Linked DNA regions of Mus musculus: region 2 is linked to region 1. A link is a contact called in public HiChIP or PLAC-seq data. All regions are on one chromosome and are shown on one strand. The core of a region is the stretch at or near the end of the contact, and the rest is flanking DNA. Distances in the headings are between cores, read along the strand shown. Region 1 overlaps Cep83 (centrosomal protein 83). Region 2 overlaps Plxnc1 (plexin C1).

Evidence for each region. HiChIP or PLAC-seq counts read pairs in DNA pulled down with a chosen protein or histone mark.
Region 2: an H3K4me3 HiChIP or PLAC-seq map of embryonic basal ganglia shows a contact between it and region 1, with 2.6 times the contacts expected there. The contact joins two enhancer-like sites. A contact is called at or near these places in 1 of 39 promoter capture datasets (hippocampal neurons), 1 of 484 Hi-C or Micro-C datasets (nephron progenitors), 4 of 115 datasets of contacts at active chromatin or transcription factors (the 230-238 cell line, bone marrow-derived macrophages, embryonic basal ganglia and 1 more) and 1 of 9 other capture datasets (adipose tissue).

The regions. Positions count from the first base shown.
Region 1 is chr10:94,707,962-94,711,632 of GRCm38.p6, reverse strand. All of the region lies in intron 1 of Cep83 (centrosomal protein 83), which reads right to left. Among named protein-coding and RNA genes, the nearest start is that of Cep83, 21 kb to the right of the region's middle. Within about 2 kb of position 1,777, at least 17 of the 459 cell types and tissues checked have an H3K27ac peak or open chromatin away from gene starts, as enhancers often do. A contact at or near this core is called in embryonic basal ganglia, where this site is marked.
Region 2 is chr10:94,904,322-94,908,135 of GRCm38.p6, reverse strand. It overlaps Plxnc1 (plexin C1), which reads left to right. Exons shown (of 31, transcript NM_018797.3): 4 at 1,571-1,671. Among named protein-coding and RNA genes, the nearest start is that of Plxnc1, 39 kb to the left of the region's middle. Within about 2 kb of position 2,290, at least 88 of the 459 cell types and tissues checked have an H3K27ac peak or open chromatin away from gene starts, as enhancers often do. A contact at or near this core is called in embryonic basal ganglia, where this site is marked.

The sequences.
Region 1 (3,671 bases), core at 528-3,027:
AAACTCAGAGATCTGCCTGCTTCTGCATCCCTAGTGTTGGGATTACAGGTGTGCACCACCAACATCTGGCTAATCATGTACCTTTAAGAGAAGGAACAAGGGAGTTTCAGGCTGCAGATGAAACAAAGTTAGTCATATAACAAGGAATGTCTGGAGCCATAAAAGCTGAAAGAGGCAAAGAAAAGATTCTCGCCTAGGGTTCTGGCAACAATTTCATTTCGTAGGTCTGGTCTCTAAAACCAAAAAGGAGTAACATCTGGAGTATTTTTAATAGAATAATTTGCATAACAAGTACAAGTTGTTACCACTCTAGTTGACTTCATGAACCTGGGAGAGTAAAGCCTACTAAAGTCTCATGCAATAGCCATTTTTAGTCAAGGCATCTAACAATTTATATTCTGAGGGTTAGACAAAGTCATTAGCAGCAAAGTTCACGTCAGTGTATACAAGCTGTATACAGTCACATGGGCCAGGTCACATGAGTTTAGGCTGTACACGATCACAAGAACAACTCATGTTGGAAGCATCATTCTGAATCCTGGAGAAGATGGTGGGTAACCCCACTCCTCCTTATCACACCTGGGAGGAGCCCATGTTATCGAGGAACAGAGGTTACAAGACTTTTTTCTTGTTTACTTGGAGTTTTCCCACAAGCTTTCAGAATCTCCTCACACAGCTTTATTCATGAACTGTGTTCTAACACAGATCACTAAAACACCAACTTTCTATTCTTTTTTTTTTTTTTTTTTTTTGGTTTTTCGAGACAGGGTTTCTCTATATAGCCCTGGCTGTTATTCTCAAAACCTGTACTATAATTTTAAATTGATTAGTCATATAGCTTTAATTTCAACCAGTGACTCAGATACCTGTCCATTTATTAGACACTCAAAACAGACACACGTGCATGCATAGGAATCTATAATAAAAAGTTTACCAACTAAATATATCCATAATGCAAATTTTTAAAGTACATAATTCAGAAGTTGGAGAGAGGGTCCAGCAGTTAAGATAACACACTGCAAGTTGTTTTTACAAAAGACCCAGATTCAGCTTCCAGCACTCACATGATGGCTAACAATCATTTCCAACTCCAGCTCCAGGAAACCCAATGCCCTCTTCTGGCCTCTGCAGGCACCACACTGTATACATGCAGGCAACATTCGTACACATAAAATTTTTTAAAAGATCCTTTTAAAATAAGCATATAATTTAAGCCATAACAAGAAAAAAATAAGGCATCTTAGTAATTTAGTGTCTACAGAATGTCTCTGAAAGGCAATTAGTTCTACGAACACCAACTTTTAACCAAACATTTCCTTGTCCCTTCTTTACAACTCTAACAACGATATAAGTGCACACACGCACCCTTATGACCACTTTTGACTGACCCCATATCTACAGACCTACATATTACATCTTCTCCTACACAGGCATTCAACTTTTTAAAGCAATGAATAGTACAATGTCTGCCCAAAAGTGTGGCAATTCAAGACATTCAAAAAGCACAGCTGCTGATGCTTATGGAAAGCTTCCAAATACATTTCATTAAAAAGCACATGCTCTATGCCTTTGAGCATTTCAAAACAATACTTTAAATATTTCATTCCCCCAAAGTGAATGCTGTTTTTGTTGTTTTTCAAAATATTAAAAAGTCTAGTGATAACACTCATCAGGCATTTGCTTCACTTACAAACAGAAATTCGAAATTTACTCCAAACCCAAAGACAACTCTGCACTAGGCACTCTACAGGCAGTTGGCTAGCCATCCCATGATTTGTAAAGAGAATAAATGTCACATTTTGACACTTTGCCAGAACCTGAAGTGCAGCTGGGAGCAGACCCTTCAGAGCCCTGGCAACATGCCAAGCTCAATAATTATGATTTAGAGAAAAACAGGGGAAGTCAGGGAAAGAGGAAAGGAAGAAGATATGTATTTGAGTGGTTAGCAATCAACCACCAAACACTGAATTACATTATTATTTTCTTACAATCATACTTTCTACTGCATGACGACTTAACTGGTAAATTTCTGGTAAGATACTGTAACCAGCCAACTTCAAAAGCTTATTTGTAGTAAATTATAAATCTATCATTGTGATTCAAAATGCAAAGATGACTCTTAACAAAATCATACTTCAAATTCATTTCAAAGTTTTTCAGTATATAGGCTCTGTGACGTATAACATGGGAAATTATGAGCCAGCAGCACTTTTGATGTGTGTATTACAGTCTGTTCTGTTCGCACCACAGGGCTAATACACAAAATGTTACTCAATGATCTAATGTATCCTGAAATACATTCTTTAAGTAAATCCTAATGTAATTTTTTCTCAGCTATACAACATAGTTTGAAAACTTTAAAATGAAAAATTTATATTTGTACGGAAATTGACATAAACATCTTTTAGAATTGTCAAAAACTATTTTTAAAAATGTATAGCCATAAATGAGGTAAAAGTCAACTTCAATAGAAAGGTGAACCAGAACAAAGAAACTGTTTACTTTTTTAAAAAAAACCACAGTAATCAAGCAGTACTTAATTAATGACTAAGCACATGTACTGACTAGTCTACGTATAATAAGAGTTTGAGGGATACATCTACCTTCAGCCAGGAAGAGCTGGCCCACAGCCACAGACTACAGATTAATTTTTAGTGCCTATTTTATGCCAGACATTTTGTTGAGTAAGATAAAAATAAAAGAACACCTAATCCTCAAAGAAATGATAGTGGTCAGTGAAACAAACATGTTAGCTACAGTTTAGATGTCAAATGTCCCCAAAAAGCAATTGTGTTAAAGGACCTTCCAGGGCAGAAGTACTGAGAGGTACAAAGTCCTTAGCTCAGTCCCATGCCACATGGCTGGAACACAAAGGCTGCCTACTGTTCCTTCACATTCTTATGGAAGTCCTTAGGTCATCAGAGGCATGCTGCTAAGGAGGGTTATACACTTCCAGGTCCTTCTCTCCTTGGCTTCTTAGACACAACATTTACTATATCACCCACTACCCATCACTGCCACTGGACAAAGGTCCAAATAGATCTGCCCAACCAACTGTTGCCTAGAAACTCCAAACTATGACCCAAAATAAAGCTTTTTTCTTTGAAAATTAATTATCTCTGGTTTGTTTGTTTGTTTGTTTGTTTAGATCAAGACAGGAAGCTAACAAATGTACATATCATGGTTTCTTTATTGCCCCATGATGAAGGCAACTCATGAAAGAGTTTATTGGGGCTTACAATTGCAGAGGGTGAGTCCATGACAATCATGGCAGTGAGTATGGCAGCAGACAGGCAGGCACAAAACTGAAAAAGTAGTTGTGAGCTTACAGCCTTACCCAAAAGTAGGAGGCAAAGAAAACTAAATGGGAATAGTGAGGGCTTTTCAAACCTCAGAGTCCCAGCTCCAGTGACATATCTTTTCAAACCTCAGAGTCCAAGCCCCAGTGACATATCTCTACAACAAGACCATACCTCCTAACCTTCCCCAAACAGTCCACCAACTGGGGACCATGTATTTAAACATATGAGGGTCGGGGGGGGGGGGGGGGGAATTCTCACTCAAACCATCACAACACATTAACAGCAACTGCAGACTAACCAAGATGAAAAAAAAATATACCATCAAATCATCTTTGTACTGTTAAAACTTGGCCATTTGCATATGTTGAC
Region 2 (3,814 bases), core at 1,041-3,540, 200 kb before region 1:
AAGGCTCGCAAGTCTGTGCTAAGGAAACTTACTGTTCACGTTTGCTGGACCACAGCACCATTTTCTCCCATAACAGCAATAGCGAGTGCTTATGACACAAATTATTTAGTATGCTTCTGAGACTATGCTTGTAATAACCCTGTGAAGTCGATTGTCCTAGTGCCATCTTTACAGGCAAGGAAACAAGGTTAGAGAGATTACATGACACTTAATAAAATCCCTCAGAATTAGAAAGATGTTTTGTGAGTTATAAGGAAATAAATATCCACATTCTCGTTAATTCCGGCTGCGCCTGTCAGCAGCGCAGAGGACCTAAACCGAGAGGGCGCAGTGATCCTGCATGAAGTCAACCTAGCATTGAAGGATCCTCCTCAGATATGCCTTGTTTTCACCACAAACTCCTTCTAGAATTCTCCACTTCTCTACTTATACTTCCCAGCATGCACAGCATCCCAGGATAATGAGTTGTACAAGTTTTCTTACTACCTGCTATGTGATTTTTGCCTTCAGGAAATGTGCTAGGCACCACTCGGGTACTCCAAACTTACCTCTGCCTCGGCTCACTTCCAAGATCAGCCCAGCACCATTGACTAACTAATGGAAAGTGGGAAAGAAATTATCTTAACCCCCCCGCCCCCTTTGTAGTGCTGGGAATAGAACCCAGCACCTCGAGCTACACAAGGGCTTGGCTACTAAACTACCCTGTCAGCCCTGTCTCCTCTGGTTTCTTTCATTTGCAACCCCAATGGAATGGGTGTGAGTCATCAAGCCAGGAGCTGAAGTGATGGCGATACCCTAATACCACTTCATTTCCGCATCTCTTGCCGGACTCATGCTGATCATTCTGGGGCAGAGTCATCACGTATACCCGGATACTCATTTCCATAGCGCCACTGATTATACTGACTGTCCCTGTATGAAAACGAGGAGACCTGGCTCCGTGATCCCTATGGAAGTAATTATCCACAGATCAGAACCTGAATTTGGGAGGACTCACTTGAGAAGGCTCTAATAATATAGACTCCTAGGCTCTGCCCCCAGACCCGGGAAGGGTCTGGGCCGCAGGGGAGTCTGGGAATACAGTTCTCTCTTGGTATTTTTCTGGGGGTTGGATTCACAACGCCCTCAAAAGTTTGCATATAACCTGTACATATCCTCCCATATACATTAAATTATCTTTAGATTAGTTATGATGCCTGATAGAATGCTTGCCTATAATGCAATACAATGTTAATAGATATAAATCACCCTACTGTATCACTTAGGGAATGAGAGGATTGAAATGCACTGTGCACGTATAGGCACAGTGTTGTTTTCAAATGTGTTCGATCTGCTCTTGGTTGAATTTGCGAGTTCAGGCATCACTGGGGTGAACAGGGATAGCCTTCGGTACTTTGAGAAGTTTCCCACGCTACACCATAACCTAGAACTCGAGATCTGCCATTGGATGCTACTGTGGAGACATTCAGGGCTCAAGTTGACAAATATACTCTTTGTGCTGTATGACCCTCCCCCCAGCCCCCAGTGTTGCTTGTGATTCCATCTAATGGATGCCCTCCTCCTTTTTCAGGTGAGAAGAATTCCTGTTGCAAACTGCAGTAAACGGAAATCCTGTTCAGAGTGCTTAGCAGCGGCAGACCCCCACTGTGGCTGGTGCCTCCCGTTACAAAGGTATTTCCTGAATCTTTTCTCACCAGCTCACATTTTTTTTTTCAGAAAGTGTCATGCGGCCCAACACTTGTTGCCCTACTTTAATGATCCATTCCACGCTGTGACGAAGCAGAGCTCTCCAGGACTGCAATGTACGATGTAACCATAATTCATTCTTAAAGATGGTTCTTGCCATGTCAGTATCAAGTCATTTGACCCAGGCTACACAGGGCCACCCGGTCTGGGCCGTGACTTGAGACGGGAGAGGCTAGTGCAGGTGGGTTTGCTTTTTATTTCCTACCAAGTTAGCCAAGACTTCAGAGAGAGGCAAAAGGTTCGCCCTTGGAGACGATAAAAAGAATAGCAACGTTTGAAATTTTTCAAATGAATCCTCATCATGCCGTGTATTCTGCTCGCTCGGCGGAAGCCTTATTATTAATGGCATTGTCTTCTTGCACACCATATAGCCCTGGGCCTGATGTACAATCTCAGTCTCCAGGCAGAATCTGCCCAGCTTGGTCTTGAATTACGATGTATGCGACCCATCTAGGCTCAAGGGCGACTTGTAGCGGCTTCCTCTCCATGGCAGTTCTTAGCATCGTCGCTGGGACCAGCCTGGTTGGATTCACTGTTGCTATGGTAACCCAGTACTCCAGCTCTCGCTATAGAAGCAAGGAGGAAAGAGCCTTCACTGCAGCTCAGGCAGGAATGAGAGGGGGGAAAAAAACAAGCCACATAGCAGTGGCTGTCAGATTGGTGCTTTCTGTTTTTTAAAGGTGAACACAGATTAAAAATAAAAATAAAAAGAGCAGAGCAGGTAGGGAAAGGCGGAGGGCAGAGCGAAGGGACGGTAGGGGGAATGAAGGGCGATAGAGAAGTAAATTAGAGAGCTCCTGGGGGGGGGTGCGGGGGGGGGGGTAGGGAGCGTGAATGGAGAGGGTGATTATGATGTAAGGGAGAGGCTCGGGAAACAAACTAAAAATATGGAGATGGAATGGATTAAGAGTTCTTCATGGAGGAAGTCACAATCTTAGCTGCTGCAAGAGCTAGGACTGTGGCTGCCCTCCTCTCTGCACCCCCTTGCGGGGGCTCCTTCCCTCAGAATCTCTGGCAGACAAAAGAAACAGGGCCAAGAAAATTCTCATGAATAATTGTAATTGGGGTAGGAGCCTTTTCTTCTTGTCACATGCCCAAGAGTAGACTTGAAGAAATTAACTGATCACAGCCAGTATTATATGGTTGCTGTAGTTCTTTTTTTTTTCTTCTTTTCTTTTTTTTTAAAGATCCATTCCATTTATGTTGCATCTCTGTGTGTCTTTGGAGAGCTCTGGACAGGAGTTCATTCATGGATGGTGGTGACAGTGGTGGTGTTTAAATAGCCGTGACTACTTGTTTAACAAGCTTCAGTCAGGAGTTGGTGGGAGATGCCCAAGTTGGTAATAGAATTTTGGAGTTGGTTGTATTTTGATGGTCCTTTCAGAAGCCTTAATAGTATCCGAGCAGGGGGCAGGGGTGGTGCTAGCTGGAAAGAGATGTTCAAGAGCTGAGTGCTGAAGTACGGGAGCACTCAAGTACTAGAGCACTCAAGTACTATGATGTTTAGAAACAGAAGGGGTGGGGAAAACATGAGGAAGGATCAGAAAGGGGAGAGACAGCGTTTAAGGAAGGAGTGTGTTGCCAGGCAAGGGAAAGGGGGAAGAGAGCAACGTACTGTGCCAGCTCCTGCCAAGGAGGTCAAAGGAAAACGGATCCGTTGGACTAGGACAGGGCGATCGATGACTGTGACAGAGGCCCGTTTTTGGAAGGGTGCTGGAGCTACAAAAGGACAATGAGCAGTGAGTGGAGGAGCTCCTTGGGGGTGTTATGGGGAACGGTAGAGGAGATATGTCGCCGATTCTGAGGCAAAACGTAGACTCCAGACAGTTTAGGATTCTAAAGTTTATTTGTTTTTCATTACATTTTAATTGGGAGTGGGATAGTGCACGTTCCATAGTGTGTGTGGAGGTCAGAGGACCGCTCATGGGAGTTGCTCTCTTCTACCAGATGGACCCCAGGGACCAAACTCAGGTTGTCAAGCTTGACAGGTAAAAGCACCTGCCACGCTATCTCACCAGTCTAACTTTAGAAGGTGTTTTGTTTTGTTTTGTTTTGTTTTGTTTTGTTT